Regions from separate parts of the Sus scrofa genome. Here region 1 is linked to region 2. The links are chromatin contacts, called in public HiChIP or PLAC-seq maps. All regions are on one chromosome and are shown on one strand. Each heading gives the region's core, a stretch centred on a gene start, on an enhancer-like site or on the middle of the called end of the contact. The rest is flanking DNA. Distances are from core to core; before and after follow the strand shown.

Region 1 (7,444 bases), core at 4,097-6,596, 250 kb after region 2:
AGTTTTACTTAGAAGTTTAAGATATTATGGTTCCATCAAGAAAGGGAGCATGACTCTTTTTAATAGAAGTGTACAACCTTCACACTCCAATACTGATAAATCACCAAGGAGATTTGCTCTTTCTGCCATCTCACCTTTTTCACTCCATAGATTATGTTTAGTCTTCTAATATAGCTAAGAAAAAATTATTTTCCTTCTTTTGTGGGTATTTTTTCTGCCTGGATTCTGCCTTTATTTTACCTCAAAGTCAGACTTTGACCAGATGCAGATATCTATTCTTTTATTTATTTTTTCCTTGGTGTATTAGAAGCTATGTTAATCTGCAGGTTAAAATTTACCTTCAGCTGATAAATGTTTTCTTTGTTGTCTTAAGCATTATTCCTTTTCTATTTGTTCAGGTCGTTTTTTCAAAACTACCATTATCCACTTGACGACTCTTTACTGTTTATGTATTACATCTCTTATCTCTCCAAGTGTACATCTCTCTTACCTGTTTTCCCTGTTTTATGGAAATTCATCAAGCTTATCAATTTTATTACTGATTCAGTTTTCTACATTGTCAGTTCTGTTCAACTGACACTACTTCTAACGAAGTACAAAAATCTCACGATGTTGTAATTAATTTCAAAATGCTTTCTCTCAACTAACTCCCTCCTCAATTCTGTTCAATTTATCTTTTATCCCTCATTTCCAGGTGTACACATATATATATATATATATATATATTTTTTTTTTAATTAATAGCATAACACAGATGCATCTAAAAATTTCTGTTCCAAAACTATATGTATTACTTTGGTCTGATTTTTCTCTACTTTTTCATGTTTTCTTTCCTTCAGATGATAAATTCTTGTGAGATTAAGGCAGAATCTGCTAGTTATTCCCCAATAACCTAGTTTCCTTTTGTCCTTAGAAATAGAACTCTGATTTTTAGCTGGGCGTCTGGCATCTGAAATAAAGAGTACATGCCCCAGACTCCCTTGCAGCTGGGTGTGCTCATAAAACTAAGTTCCACCCAGTGGGATGGAAGTGGAAGTGCTCTATGTAACTTTCAGACGTGTTCTTTGTCTTCTTTTCTTGCTGTTGGAATGCACATTTAACGGTTATAGCTCAAAGATCTCTCTTGGACAGTAAGGTAAAAACCACAAGCCAAGAATGGCAGAACAGTAAGATGGAAGGAACCTGTTGTGCAGCCCAAACCACGCCTAGACTGTATGCCTCTGGACTTCTTTTAGGTTATAGTGAAATTAATTCTATCTTAAGATACTATTATTTTGGGTTTTCTGTCACAGCCAAATCTAGTCCTACATGGCTGGGCAATTTTCTTTTCACTTATATTTAAAAAACAGTGAGTTTTTTTTTTTTTTTTTTGGTTATTTCCTCCAGAAGCCAAATGATGGGAATTTTAAAAGTCTTTTCACACTTATACTTTTAGGGACCTCTAGATTCTGAAAAGAAGGCATGTGGCTGGTTCCTTAATCTAACAATCCTCAGGGATCAGGGCCATGTGCAATCTTGGAAAGGAAACTTTTTCTCCACCATTCCCTTCCTTTTAAAACAGAATATATATCTCAGAATATACATTCATATATAATAGAATACAACATATATCACAAATTTCATAAATAATTTTATATATTTACACACATACATATATGCATATATGTATATATATGTAATATATGTGTGTGTATATTTGTACATACCTAGAAACATAACACTGTGCATACCTAGAAATAGAATATTTCCTACCACCCAGCAGGCTTCTTCCTGTCCCCTCCCAGTCACAATCCCTTGCTCTTCTGACCTCTGTCTCTGTGGATTACATCTGATGGCTGTGGACTTCACCCAAGTGCAACTGTATAGTAGGTTCTTGTAGTAGCCATGAAGGTACGTCACTCAGATGTCCCTTCAAAAAAAAACTTGCCACAAGGAGTGCAGTTCATCAACAGTCTCCAGATGTAAGTGCTTCAGGCTCTGCTTCATCTTTTGAGAAAAGATCATGCACTTTCTAGGCTGTGCCGGTTGATGACTGAGCATGGTGGTACAAGAGTTTGCCATTTCTGGCTATAAACCTCTTTATGGGTAATCTTCGTGTTGAAGCTCCTCATGGAGCTGGCCAAGATTTTCCTAGAACTGTTTCTACCCAACTTTCCATCCTTCCGTCACTATATGTCAGACCTGGAGGCTTTTTGTGCCTGTTCCTATTCCAAGCAAATTTTCTGTGCTTCTAACACAGTCTCAGTAGCGCTTCTTGATGGACCCAACCATCATCCTACTCTTTTACTTTGTTTTCTTTTGTTCCATTATGTTCAGACTAATCCATGTTTTTGCATATAGTTTTTTATTTTTCATATGGATGTGAATATTCTAAAATATATATACTTTTGGCTTCATAAGTAAAGCTTCTATGACCACACTTGCACAAGTATTTTCATAGATACAAGTACTTATTTCTGTAGGGTATATACCTAAAAGTGGAATTCTGGGCCATAGGGTATAGACATGTTTTTAGTAGACACTCTCAAACATTTTCTTAAAATGAATTAAAAAAAAATCAGTTTACACTCCTTCCAACAATTTATGAGAGTTCCAGTTACTCCACATCTTTGCCAAACTTCATATTGTTAGCTAATTGCCTTTTCCTCTAATTGGTAATGTTCACATTTATTGCTCATTTATCCATTAAGTTTTCCAAAGTGACTATTAAAGTATTTTACCCATTTTAAATTTTTTTGTCAGTTTTATTCTTTTGTTTGATTTTATTCTTTGTATAAGCTGGATATGAGTCCTTTGTATTTTATATCTATTGCAAAGGTCTTCTACCAGTCTGTAGTTTGCCTTATCACTCTCATTATCTTTTTTTTTTTTTTTTTTTTGTCTTTCTAGGGCCACACCCATGGCATATGGAGGTTCCCAAGTTAGAGGTCAAATAGGAGCTACAGCTTCCAGCCTACCCACAGCCACAGCAACTGCAGGATCTGAGCCATGTCTGCAACCTACACCACAGCTCACAGCAATGCCGGATCCTTAACCCACTGAGGGAGGCCAGGGATCGAACCTGCAACCTCATGGTTCCTAGTCAGATTGTTCCCCCTGAGCCATGACAGGAACTCCTCATTGTCTTCTAATAAACAAATTATCCATTTGAGTAAAGCTCAAATTTTCAATCTTTTATTTCTGGCTAGTGTTTTTGGTACCCTATTTAAGAAAATTTGCTCAAGCAAAAATCATGAAGACTTCATGTTTTTCTCTAGAAGCTTCATCAATTTACTTTTCACAATTATATCAATTATCCATCTCAAATTAATTTATGTATTGCGTAAGGGTGAGGTCAAAATGTGAAAAAAGATAGCTATCTAAACTTCAACTTAGAAAGATTTTTCTTTGTATTTTGTAAGAGGGCTGTGCTGACAGATTTTGTGGTTAATGCCTACCTAGGGCTTCTGTAGACACCCCCACGCTTATGGCTGGTGTGTGTTACAGATGCCCAGGCCAATGTCTCTAGCTAGGTGCCCAGTGTATCAGAAAAGAACACTCCTGCTAGTGGCAGCCTGCTGCTTGAGAGAGACACTTAGGCCTTGCCTTCCTGCCTAGCTCCACGGAGGCAGTGAAATTCTCCAAAGCTTGGGGAAAACATCCAATAACACAGTATTGCTGCTGTGCATGGGCTTTCTGCTTGAACTGTTTGCCATTGTTTGCTACCTTTCCTATCCTCAAATTCACTCAATTTTCAAGAGCTAAAAGATTCACTGATAGGTCCTACAGTCGGCCTCCAGCCGTCGTCCCTTCCAGTCAAGCTGTTCCTCAGTGATTGGTAAATTGGCCCTGGATGTCCTTTAATCTGGTCCCAACTGCACAGGATTTAGAAGAAATTCTTTGAAGTTTCTGGCATTTGTATGGTTTCCTTCCCTAGCTTCCAGTACTTATTTAGGGTTTTACATATTTTAAAATTTTCTAGGTCATTTTGGATGAGACTGGGAGGCAGGTGGTTCAAATATGTGCCCTCAGTCTCTTATACTTCCCTTGAAATGTAATAAGATGTTTTTTACTTTTAGCCTTATTGGGATTTTGGAGAAAATTCTGTATTTCTAAGAAAAAATAATATTTATTATTAATAGTAAACTATTTATTAATACTGGCAATATGTATTTAATATTCATTTATTCACATATTTGTTTATATATTCACTCCAGTCTTTTTTCTAGGCACTTGTTGAAATGTAATTGGGATCTTGCTGTATAACAAATTTTATACATTATTTATAAAATTTCTTATACTATGAGCATTTTCAATAATTTTTCTTTTCTATATGTGTTATAATCCAATTTTTCTTCGTTATATAAAATAAAGATACATCTGCATTTGTTTGTAAAGACAAAGGAAAAACTGTGGAATGATATGCACTAGATCATAAACAGGAGTGTGGAACTTACGTAGGAAAGGGAGAATATAACTTTTACATCATAGGCTTCAATATTGTTTAAATTGGTACCACAAAATGCTTTCTAAAGTAAAAATGTTGTTTCTCTAGTTTATTAATTCCATGAATGTATCATGTTTAATTTACTTTATTTAGTATATTTATTTTATTTTTACAGCCATATCTATACTATATGGAAGTGCCCAGGCCAGGGATCAAATTAGAGCCACAGTTGAGGCCTATGACATAGTCATGGCAACACCCGATCTGAGCCACATCTGTGACCTATGCCACAGCTTGCAGCAATGCAAGCTAGGGACTGAACCTGCATCCTTACACACGCTATGTCAGGTTCTTAATCTGATGAGCCACAACAGGAACTCCTGAATGTATCATATTTTATTACCCATTTTATTACATTGCTCTTTAGGTTGCTTCTATTTTTCTTATAAGTGTCTTTTGTTCTTAAAGCTTCTCTCTCTCTCATACACACACACACACACACACACACACACACACACACTCGTTAGGATCTATTCCTGGAAATAGAGTTTCTTCATAAGGACATTTATAAGCCAAATACTTAATCATTTTCCAAAATATGGTTTCACTTTTTATTTTATAAGCAGAACATAAAATCACCCTGTTTCAATTATAATTAGATTTGGCAGTTTAAGAAATGAGCAATGGCAAAAAATAAAGTCACTGTAATAGCCACTTCAAATAAATTAAAAAATTAAAACCTGGCACTAGGTTTCAATAGGGTTAAATTATCTCTAAAAGTGTTTAGAATACATAAGGTTAACAGTATTTCATACATAAGACTCACAGAGCACTTGTATTTTGTTAAGTCCAGAGGTAACCATATGGGATGGTATAATACTTTATGAAATAATTAGACACCCAGCTTCTCTATATGTTTCACCATGGCTGGCATTCTCAGGGTTACAAAATGATGGCTGGAACTCTAGCCATTGCATCCTCATTCAAGGCAGCATGAAAGAGGAAGAGGGACAGTAAAAGAGGAATATATACTAGTTGAGTCTATTTTTCTAAAACACCCTATTTGGAAGCTTAACAATGCTCTGATATTTCAATGGCTCTATCTGCAAAATATATCCTTCTTTTAGAGTACATTGTTGCTTCAGATTAAATCAAGATACTGCATGGAATGCAAGGATTCTTCAATATATGCAAATCAAATAATGTGATATACCACATTAATGAACTAAAGAATAAAAACAATGTGATCATCTCAATAGATGAAGAAAAAGCTTTTGACAAAATTTGATACCCATTTCTGATAAAAACTCTCCAGAAAGTGGGTATGGAGGGAACATATCTCAACATAATAAAAGACATAAATGACAAGCCCACAGCTAACATCATTTTCAATGGTGAAAAGCTGAAAGCATTTCTGCTAAGAACAGGAAAAAGACAAAGTTGTCCACTCTCACCACATTTAATCAACACAGTTTTTGAAGTCCTGGCCATGGCAGGGAAGAAAAAGAAAAGAAAGGAATCCAAATTGGAAAAGAAAAACTGTCCTTGTTTGCAAATGACATGATACATAGAAAATCCTAAAGATACTACCAGAAAACTACAAGAGCTCATCAATGAATTTGGTAAAGTTGCAGGACACAAAATAAATACACAGAAATTTCTTGCATTCCTATACACCAACAATGAAAGATCAGAAAGAGAAATTAAGGAAACAATCACATTTATCATCACATTGAAGATAATAAAATATCTAGGAATGAACCTACCTAAAGAGGCAAAAGACCTGATCTTTGAAAATTATAAGATACTGATGAAAGAAATTGAGGATCACCTAAGCAGATGGAAAGAAATACCACACTCTTGGATTGGAAGAATCAATATTGTCAAAATGACTATGATACCCAAGGTAATCTAGAGATTCGGTGCAATCTCTATCAAATTACAAATGGCATTTTTCACAGAACTAGAACAAAAAATTTTTAAATTTGTATGCAAACACAAAAGACCCTGAATAGCCAAAGCAATCTTGAGAAAGAAAAATGGAGCTGGAGAAATCAGGCTTCCTAACTTCAGATTTTTTTGCAAAGCCACAGTATGGTACTAGCACAAAAACAGAAACACAGATCAGTGGAACAGGACAGAAATCACAGAAAGAAATCCACATACCTATGGTCAATTAATCTATGACAAAGAAGGCAAGAATATACAATGGAGAAAAGACAGCCTCTTCAATAAGTGGTGCTGGGAAAACTGGATAGCTACATACAAAAGAATGAAACTAGAACATTCTCAGAATTGCCATTGTGGTGCAGGGGAAACAAATCCAACTAGGAACCATGAGGTTGCGGGTTCAATCCCTGGCCTCGTTCAGTGGGTTAAGGATCCGGCATTGCTATGAGCTGTGGTGTAGGTCACACATGTGGCTTGGATCCTGTGTTGCTGTGGCTGTGGCCTAGGCTGGCAGCTGTAGCTCTGATTGGACCCCTAGCCTGGGAACCTCCATATGCCACAGGTGCGGCCCTAAAAAGCAATAAAAAATAAATAAAAAGATATGGTACAGATATGCAATGGAATATTAACCATAAAAAGAATGAAATAATGCCATTTTTTTTGGATGGACCTAGAGATTATCATACTAAGTGAAGTAAGTCAGAAAAGAAAAGACAAATATCATATGATATCATTAATATGTGGAATATAATAAAAAATGATACAAAAGAACATAGTCACAAAACAGAAACAGACTCAAAGATTTTGAAACAAAACTTATGGTTATCAAAGGGGAAACATTGGGGAGAGGAATGGATTGGGAAGTTGGGAGTGACATATATACACTACTACACACAAAATTGCTCAGTAACAAGGACCTACTGTATAGCTGGGGGAAATATATCCAATATTCTGTGATAGCCTATATGGGAAAATAATCTGAAAAAGAATGGATATATATGTATATGTACATGTATACGTATATGTATGCCTGATTCACTTTGCTGTACACCTGAAACTAACAGAACA
Region 2 (7,374 bases), core at 3,923-6,422:
TATATAATCCCAAATTTCACTCAGACATTAAAAAGAAATAGATGACTGTATATGAAGCCAATTATTTACTTTTTCCAGCTTCCATAACTTTAAAAGCTATAGCAGATAGAGCATCACAGAAAAAGTTCCACTGTTGGAAGAGGAGAGTGATGAAAGTAACTCTAAGAATGCTTAATTCATGGAAATACTTTAAGCTTCCAATTTTGTAAGCCTGACTTCAGCTTTCAACACCCTCCTTCCTCCTCTCACCTCTCTCTTGAGACGCCTGCAACATCTACAATCACTTTTTGTCAATTATATTCACTCTCCTTTTTTTGTATTGCCTGGTCTTTTAAAATCTTAGTCACCAAGTGAAATAGAAGATACTGTCTCTAAAAACAGTGACAGTTCCCAAGAGCTAGCAATTCAGTGAGAACTCGATACACACATATTGCATTTAATTTTTGAAAGAGAGGCAAAGAAGGTACAAAATCCACATTAACTTAGTGCTGTATAATTACTTCCTTGTAATTAGAAAACATGGTGAATACACTAGACGAATTATTCCTTTGTAAGGAACTAAATTACCAACACAAAGTTCAGAGAATCCATTAGCCTGTTTTCTGGCAACAGTAGTTAAATTCTCCTGTAACTCAGATAAACACATTCTAAACAAAATAAAGTAACAGGACATACTGCAAACAGAAGAAAATCAAATTTTGTACACAAGTTTCAATTTTTTTAGTTTAATTTTATTTTTTAATTTTTTTGTCTTTTTGGGGGCCGCACCCATGGCATATGGAGGTTCCCAGGCTAGGGGTCAAATCAGATCTACAGCTTCCAGCCTACACCACAGGCATAGCCACGCAGAATCCGAGCCACGTCTGAGACCTACACCATGGCTCATGGCAACGCCAGATCCTTAACCCACTGAGCAAGGCCAGGAATCGAACCTGCGTCCTCATGGATACTAGTCAGATTTGTTTCCACTGAGCCACGACAGAAACTCCTGATAAAAGTTTTTAAGTCAAAACATTCCCTTTTGAACTCTCCTACACTTTTGGTGGAAATGTAAATTGGTGTAACTACTATGTAAAACAGTATGGAAGTACTTAAAAAAACTAAATATAGAACTACCACATGTTCCAGCAACCCCACTCCTGGGCATATACACAGAGAAAACCATAATTCAAAAGGATACATGCACCTCAATGTTCATTGTAGCACTATTTACAATAGCCAAGACGTGGAAGCAATCTAAATGTCCATCGACAGAGGAATGGATAAAGAGGATGTAGTACATTTATACAAGGGAATATTACCCAGCTATAAAAAAGAATGCAATAATGCCATTTGCAGCAACACAGATGAACCTAGAGATTATCACATTAATTGCAGTAAGTCATAAGGAGAAAGACAAGTATCACATGAAATCACCAATATGTAGAATCATAAAAATTGATACAAAAAACTTATTCACAAAATCAAAATAGACTCAAAGATTTCAAAACCAAACTTACAGATACCAAAGTGTAAACACTAGAGGGAACGATAAATTAGGAGGCTGGGATTAACATCTATACACTACCATATATAAAATAGATAAGTAACAAGGATCTACTGCATAGCACAAGGAAATCTATTCAACACTCTGCAATAACCCATATGGGAAAAGAATGGATATATGTATAACTGATTTATTTTGCCGCTCATCAGAAACTAACACAACATTGTAAGTCAACTACATTCCAACAAAAATTTAAAAAACAAACATTCTCTTTCAAATTGCAGTAATAAGATTGCTTTGAAAGAACTAACTCAATCTTTAAACAGTTGAAAATAGAGTAAATGTGTAATACAGAAGAAAAGGATGGCTCAAGCTTTCCAAAATAAGAATGAAAATAGAAATGCTCAGGTTTATAGCACAATGAATTCTTCAGACAGGATTGCACAGGACTAGACATCTTCCATATCCACCTGGATTGCTTGTATTTACACTCAATTTCTAATCCATCGGGCCAATCAGTGGGTATAATGGAAAGAAGACAATGAACCAGAAAGAGTCCAGGACATTTTTAAGTCTACCTGGTATGAAGAAATGGGAAAACCTTTCCACAACCTTTAATAAATGAAAAGGTTATGTGCCATGTGAAAGAAGTTATGAACTTTATTAGAACCTACTAGAGAAGAACCAAACAGTGGGTGATGGAGATGAGATGGTCCTCAGCACTAAATCAAAATTTATGACAAGAGTCATTCATAAAAGCACACAACTTCAAAGTAGCAAATCGTAATGGCTTTTGTCTACTCTCCTGAAAAAAAAATTTATAGATAATTTTTCAATACTTGGACATTGGCTTCTGGATAGTCACAACATTCCTTCTTAATGTTTGAATTTTTAGCCTTTTTTCCCCCCTTGCTTCTGAATCTTTAAAAATTCATTTCAGAGGATTATCAGTTGTGATAAAAGAGATTTCTGCTAATTACCACTTCTCAGTGAAATAGTTTTAAAATAGTATTTCTTACAGAAAAGTAAAACTCAACAAGAAAAGTCCTCATGACCCTTATCTGAAAGATTGGTATTGTAACTCGAGAATAACTGGAACTTTGGTCCTCCCAACATTGAAACCCAATCTCCTCCACATCTGCCTTCTGCCTAGTCACACTCCCCTGTGAGGTATGCAATTAGCCTTTCCAGTTTGCAGGCTGACAAGCTCTTTTGTCAATAAGATGTGAAACTCTATGGAAGTCTTTTTTTTTTTTTTTTTTTTCTTGCCTTTTCTTCATGTTGTCTTGGGCTTTAAGCAGAACAAATGACTAGAACAATATCTCACGTTTAAAAAATTTGGTCAGAAAACATACTCTTTCTATTACTCTTACCTAGCATTGTCTTCATAGCCATCACCGCCTCTGGTGATGCTATATGTTTATTTATCCTTGTTGTCTGTTTCCTCCCAACTCTGGTTGTTCCATTCTTCAGTCCTCTCAATCTGCACAACTAGGCATGGTCAGTGCTCATTAACACAAGGTGAATACAAGAACAGTGTGAGAGGCAGAAGAGCAGAGATTAAAAGTCAGGGCTTTGAGGTCAGTAAAGAGCTGAGGTCAGATCTCCACTCCACTCCTCTACTTGACTTTGGAAAAAGTACTTAAATTTTCTGTCCTTCTATTTCTTCATTTCTATTTTAAATAATAGCACCTATCTCTTAAAGTAATTACAATGATCAGAAGAAGGTTATACATCTAGCCATGTGTCTAGCATACAGTAAGGTAAATAAAAGTGTAATAATTTTATAATGTACTTGAATTCAGTAATTCTTTTTTTTTTTTCCCTTGCTTTTTAGGGCTGCACCTGCGGCATGTGGAGGTTCCCAGTCTAGGGGTCTAATCGGAGCTGTTGCTGCTGGCCACAGCCACAGCCACAGCCACAGCCACACAGGATCCGAGCCACGTCTGTGACCCACACCACAGCTCAGAGCAATACCAGATCTTTAACCCACTGAGCAAGGGATCGAACCTGAAACCTCATGGTTCCTAGTCAGATTCGTTTCTGTTGCGCCACAATGGGAACTCCAAATTCAGTAATTCTTAAAAGGGTTAATAGACCAGGCACATAAACTGCTACCTAAGACTAGCAAAACCTGGATAAGTAGAAGCATAATATGCCACTAAAGACTGGAAGAAATGTTTTTTTGGTGTTTTTGTCTTTTTAGGGCCACACCTGTGGCATATGGAGGTTCCCAGTCTAGGGGTCCAATCAGAGCTACAGCTGCCGGACTAAACCACAGCCACAACAACTCGGGATCCGAGCCACGTCTGTGACCTACACCACAGCTCATAGCAATGCCGGATCTTTCACTAAGCGAGGCCAGGGATCAAACCCGCAACCTCATGGTTCCTAGTCAGATTCGTTTCCGCTGAGCCACAATGGGAACTCCTAGATTGCATTTTCTTATAAAGCAAACATTAAGACCAATTAATAACTTTACTATATTTGAACAACAGCCAAAAGTCAGTAAAAATGACACATTCTGACAAAGTTCTTTAAGAACCATACTGGACATATAATTAATTAAAGCAAATGCATTAATAACAGAGCAAAAATGAAATAAAAATCAGAGTTGTTTAATGTATTTGTAAAGTAGAGGAGAAATTCAAGGTTTTAATACGTGACTAATGTAAACCTCTGATAATGAAATCGAGAGCAAGAAAGCAATTTTTGTTTCCTATTTTATCAGAAATTATAAATTTAAAGTTTGTAACAAATCAAACTTAAGAGCTATCAGACAGAAATTCTGACCCCCTAATCAGAAAGTCTCACTTCTTAAAAAGCACAAAGAAGTACAAGGATGACCTGGATCTGTCCACACAAATTCCAAAGAGCAACTGCCCAGGGGCTTCTTATTTCTTATATTTAGAACCTTTATGTCACAGAAAGTGAAAGCAATCTGGGATAGTCATCTTTTTAGCTTGCTGTATCTTGCTTTGACTTGCCAAATAGACAACACAATCAGCTTTCTGTAATTTCTCTGCCGCTAGTGTGGCAAAAGGGGTGGGGCTTTGGAGCAGAAAGCTTTGTGTAAGACTCAGTTCTTTTTTAACCCTTTTTTAAACAAGTAAAATTCTTCATCTCTATGTCTCATTCATGTACTCAAAGTTCATTACATCCTGTCACTAAATTAAACAGATTCTACTATAAGAACCCTTAAAATTCACTCCAAATTACCAATGCGTTTTTACTTCCACTGGCATTAAAAACATGCATACTATGCTCAAAGTAGAGAAATTTCTTCAAGATTCCATATTAGAGTCCTCTGTCCTTAACAGGTTCTTAGCATTTGCATTTGGGTGTAGCACTGCTGATAATGCCAAATGCAAATCACACCCTGACCACTTATTCTGAAAGCACCACTGGCAAAAATGTACCCAGTACTGCCTCCAGGGCTCTGCCAGGGCTGAGGCTCAGGATAGGGGATGAGGCAAAAAGCATGGTGCTCATCATAGGTTCCCACACAACAAGAAGAGCCCAGAAAGCTCTAAGCCTCAGGAAGTTCTCTTGGTGTCTGGCATATCACATCCACTGCGCTGCCCAGACCTCCGGCCAGGCAGCTCTGACTCAATCTTTGTCCCCAGATCTGCTGCGGCTGGTGTGAGAAGACCACGGACAACCACCAGGCTGACTCATGCTTCTTCCTGACTCTGTCCTTCCTGTGACTACACCAGCTCCTTGAATTGTTCTCCTCCACTGAGCCCAACCTTCACTTGTCACTTCCGGTCCTGTTGGCAAAGGATTTCTCCCAGTGTACCATACCGATTCTGGGGGAACGAAGGGAAGTCACAGCCACAACTGCAAAAACAACTCAGTGCTGAGGCCACTGCTGTTGAGAAGGGCACACACACTTAATACTACTTCTGGTTAGAATTCTAAGACCCTCTGAAACTCAACAGGCCACCCTGCATCATCTTCAGGCCAAAGTAAGGAAAAAGCAGTAACAGTTGACTTTCATTTATTAAGCAGTCTGGGGAAACACCATGAGGCTACCTGTGGAAATGCACTCAGTGGGTGAGAACAGCAGTCTGTGCCCCCCTCCCTTAGCCAAGGAGGAAGAGGGGAGCCTGGTGGCGCACTTTAAAGATGACATGCCAACACTTTCCTTGACCATGGAGAGCAAGCTCTAAAGGCATGTTTTAAAAATACTAAATGAACATATCTACTTAGCATGCCTACATCACTTCAAATTTTATTTCTAGGGGTCATTCTGTTAGAGATTCAAAATCAATTAGAGGTTATTAAGAACACCAGCCTCTCTCAAGTCTGAGAGGAAAGGTCATCTTTAAACATAATGGCTTCCCTCATTATATTTTTCCTCTGACCTAAACCAGATAGCCTCCAAATGATACCAGTTTTTCCTGCTTCTGAAGAGACTGAAACAGCATCTAAAAGACTCCCCTTCCCCCATAGTCTACAATACTATGAATCTTTAAGGGGTACCAGTTTCATAACTAGTTGTGGAAATTCAGGCTTATTTCATCATCACTCTAAAGACTCCCATTTACACAGGCATCTCCTCTCCCAAAGCTGCTGCCCACTCTGCCTGTGTTCCCTTTTCTCTTAATGGCACATCGAGATTCCCACACCCCGCTATAAACCCAGCCATAAACCATGTCCCTCGTAACTCATCAGTCACTGAGATCTGTTCTGCCTCTATTCCCACAGCAACTAACACAAGGTTTTGTATACAATAAGCATGCAAATATTTGTTACATGAAGAGACAAACCAGATGACCACAACTTATTCTGAGAAGTTTTATTCATACACACACGTACACGTACAGCACGGACCCTGTCTTCAGAGAACCATGGGATATATCGAAAGACTGTAATACCTACTTAGAACTAAATCACTCAGGCTACCAATTTGTAGTGAGCCCAAAGATCACTTTGGAGGCTTCTTAAAATACAGAGTCTAGAGCCTTACTTCCAGAGATTCCTCCTCAATAGATCTGCAAGAGGGCCAGGAGTCTGCTCTACCAAACCCCCAGGAGAGTCATGGTCCACTTTGCAGAAACACCATCCAGCTGAATGGATGGCAGAGGCATGGCCAGAACCAGGGGCAACATGCCTGTCCACACGCACTTCTATGTGCTTCAGAGGATGACATGCTTTGCCTACGGCCCCACTAAGTACAAGCAATAATGCAATCAAAACGTGTAAATGTGAAGAGAGGAGGAAGAAGAAAAATGTCTCCGTGAGTCACTAGGTCAGAATGGGGGTTAGCTGGGGCCACCACAAACTTCAGTTGATGACTGTGGAACGTAAAAGCATCCACTAACTCTTCTCATCAGACTGGTGAGGAAAGTTAGGCCAAGGAGATGAAATCACCTGGGTAAACCTTTACAGCTGAGGAATGTGTGTATGTATGTGGTTAGCAGGGAGGAGGCAGCATAAAAACCCAGGAGTTTCAGTTCATGCTATCCCCCTGTATCTATGGGATGAATGTTGTTTGAATAGAGCTGTTTTAATTGCCTCAAAGTACTTTCTGCAAGCTTACATCCTACATTAACCCTGATCACAACTGCTATTTTTTATGAGATTCCACAGTCCACTGGCCTCTATTGAATAGCAAATGTACAGTAAACTTTTTTAAAACTAGACATTCCAAAGACAAATCAATTTTCTAGTCAAATTCGAATATTTATGGTATTCATATTTAATCACAAGGCAGAAGTATGAACATCAGAAATACTAAAGCTTACCCACTGTGTGAGGGAGCTGAAATTGAACAGGGCAGTATGGAAATAAGAGACTCCGAGGCTCTCAGAAGGCAACACAGGCTTTTTACCCCCAAACTACCTTAAGCTTCTTCCAACTGCCTTTTCTGTGACCTTCTATTA

Evidence for each region. HiChIP or PLAC-seq counts read pairs in DNA pulled down with a chosen protein or histone mark.
Region 1: an H3K27ac HiChIP or PLAC-seq map of alveolar macrophages shows a contact between it and region 2. The contact joins two enhancer-like sites. A contact is called at or near these places in 1 of 47 Hi-C or Micro-C datasets (embryonic fibroblasts) and 1 of 2 datasets of contacts at active chromatin or transcription factors (alveolar macrophages).

What each region holds. Positions count from the first base shown.
Region 1 is chr13:110,476,368-110,483,811 of Sscrofa11.1, reverse strand. No RefSeq gene overlaps it. Among named protein-coding and RNA genes, the nearest start is that of TMEM212, 66 kb to the right of the region's middle. Within about 2 kb of position 5,346, at least 1 of the 83 cell types and tissues checked has an H3K27ac peak or open chromatin away from gene starts, as enhancers often do. A contact at or near this core is called in alveolar macrophages, where this site is marked.
Region 2 is chr13:110,727,114-110,734,487 of Sscrofa11.1, reverse strand. The region is part of intron 3 of FNDC3B (fibronectin type III domain-containing protein 3B); the gene reads right to left. Among named protein-coding and RNA genes, the nearest start is that of FNDC3B, 140 kb to the right of the region's middle. Within about 2 kb of position 5,172, at least 38 of the 83 cell types and tissues checked have an H3K27ac peak or open chromatin away from gene starts, as enhancers often do. A contact at or near this core is called in alveolar macrophages, where this site is marked.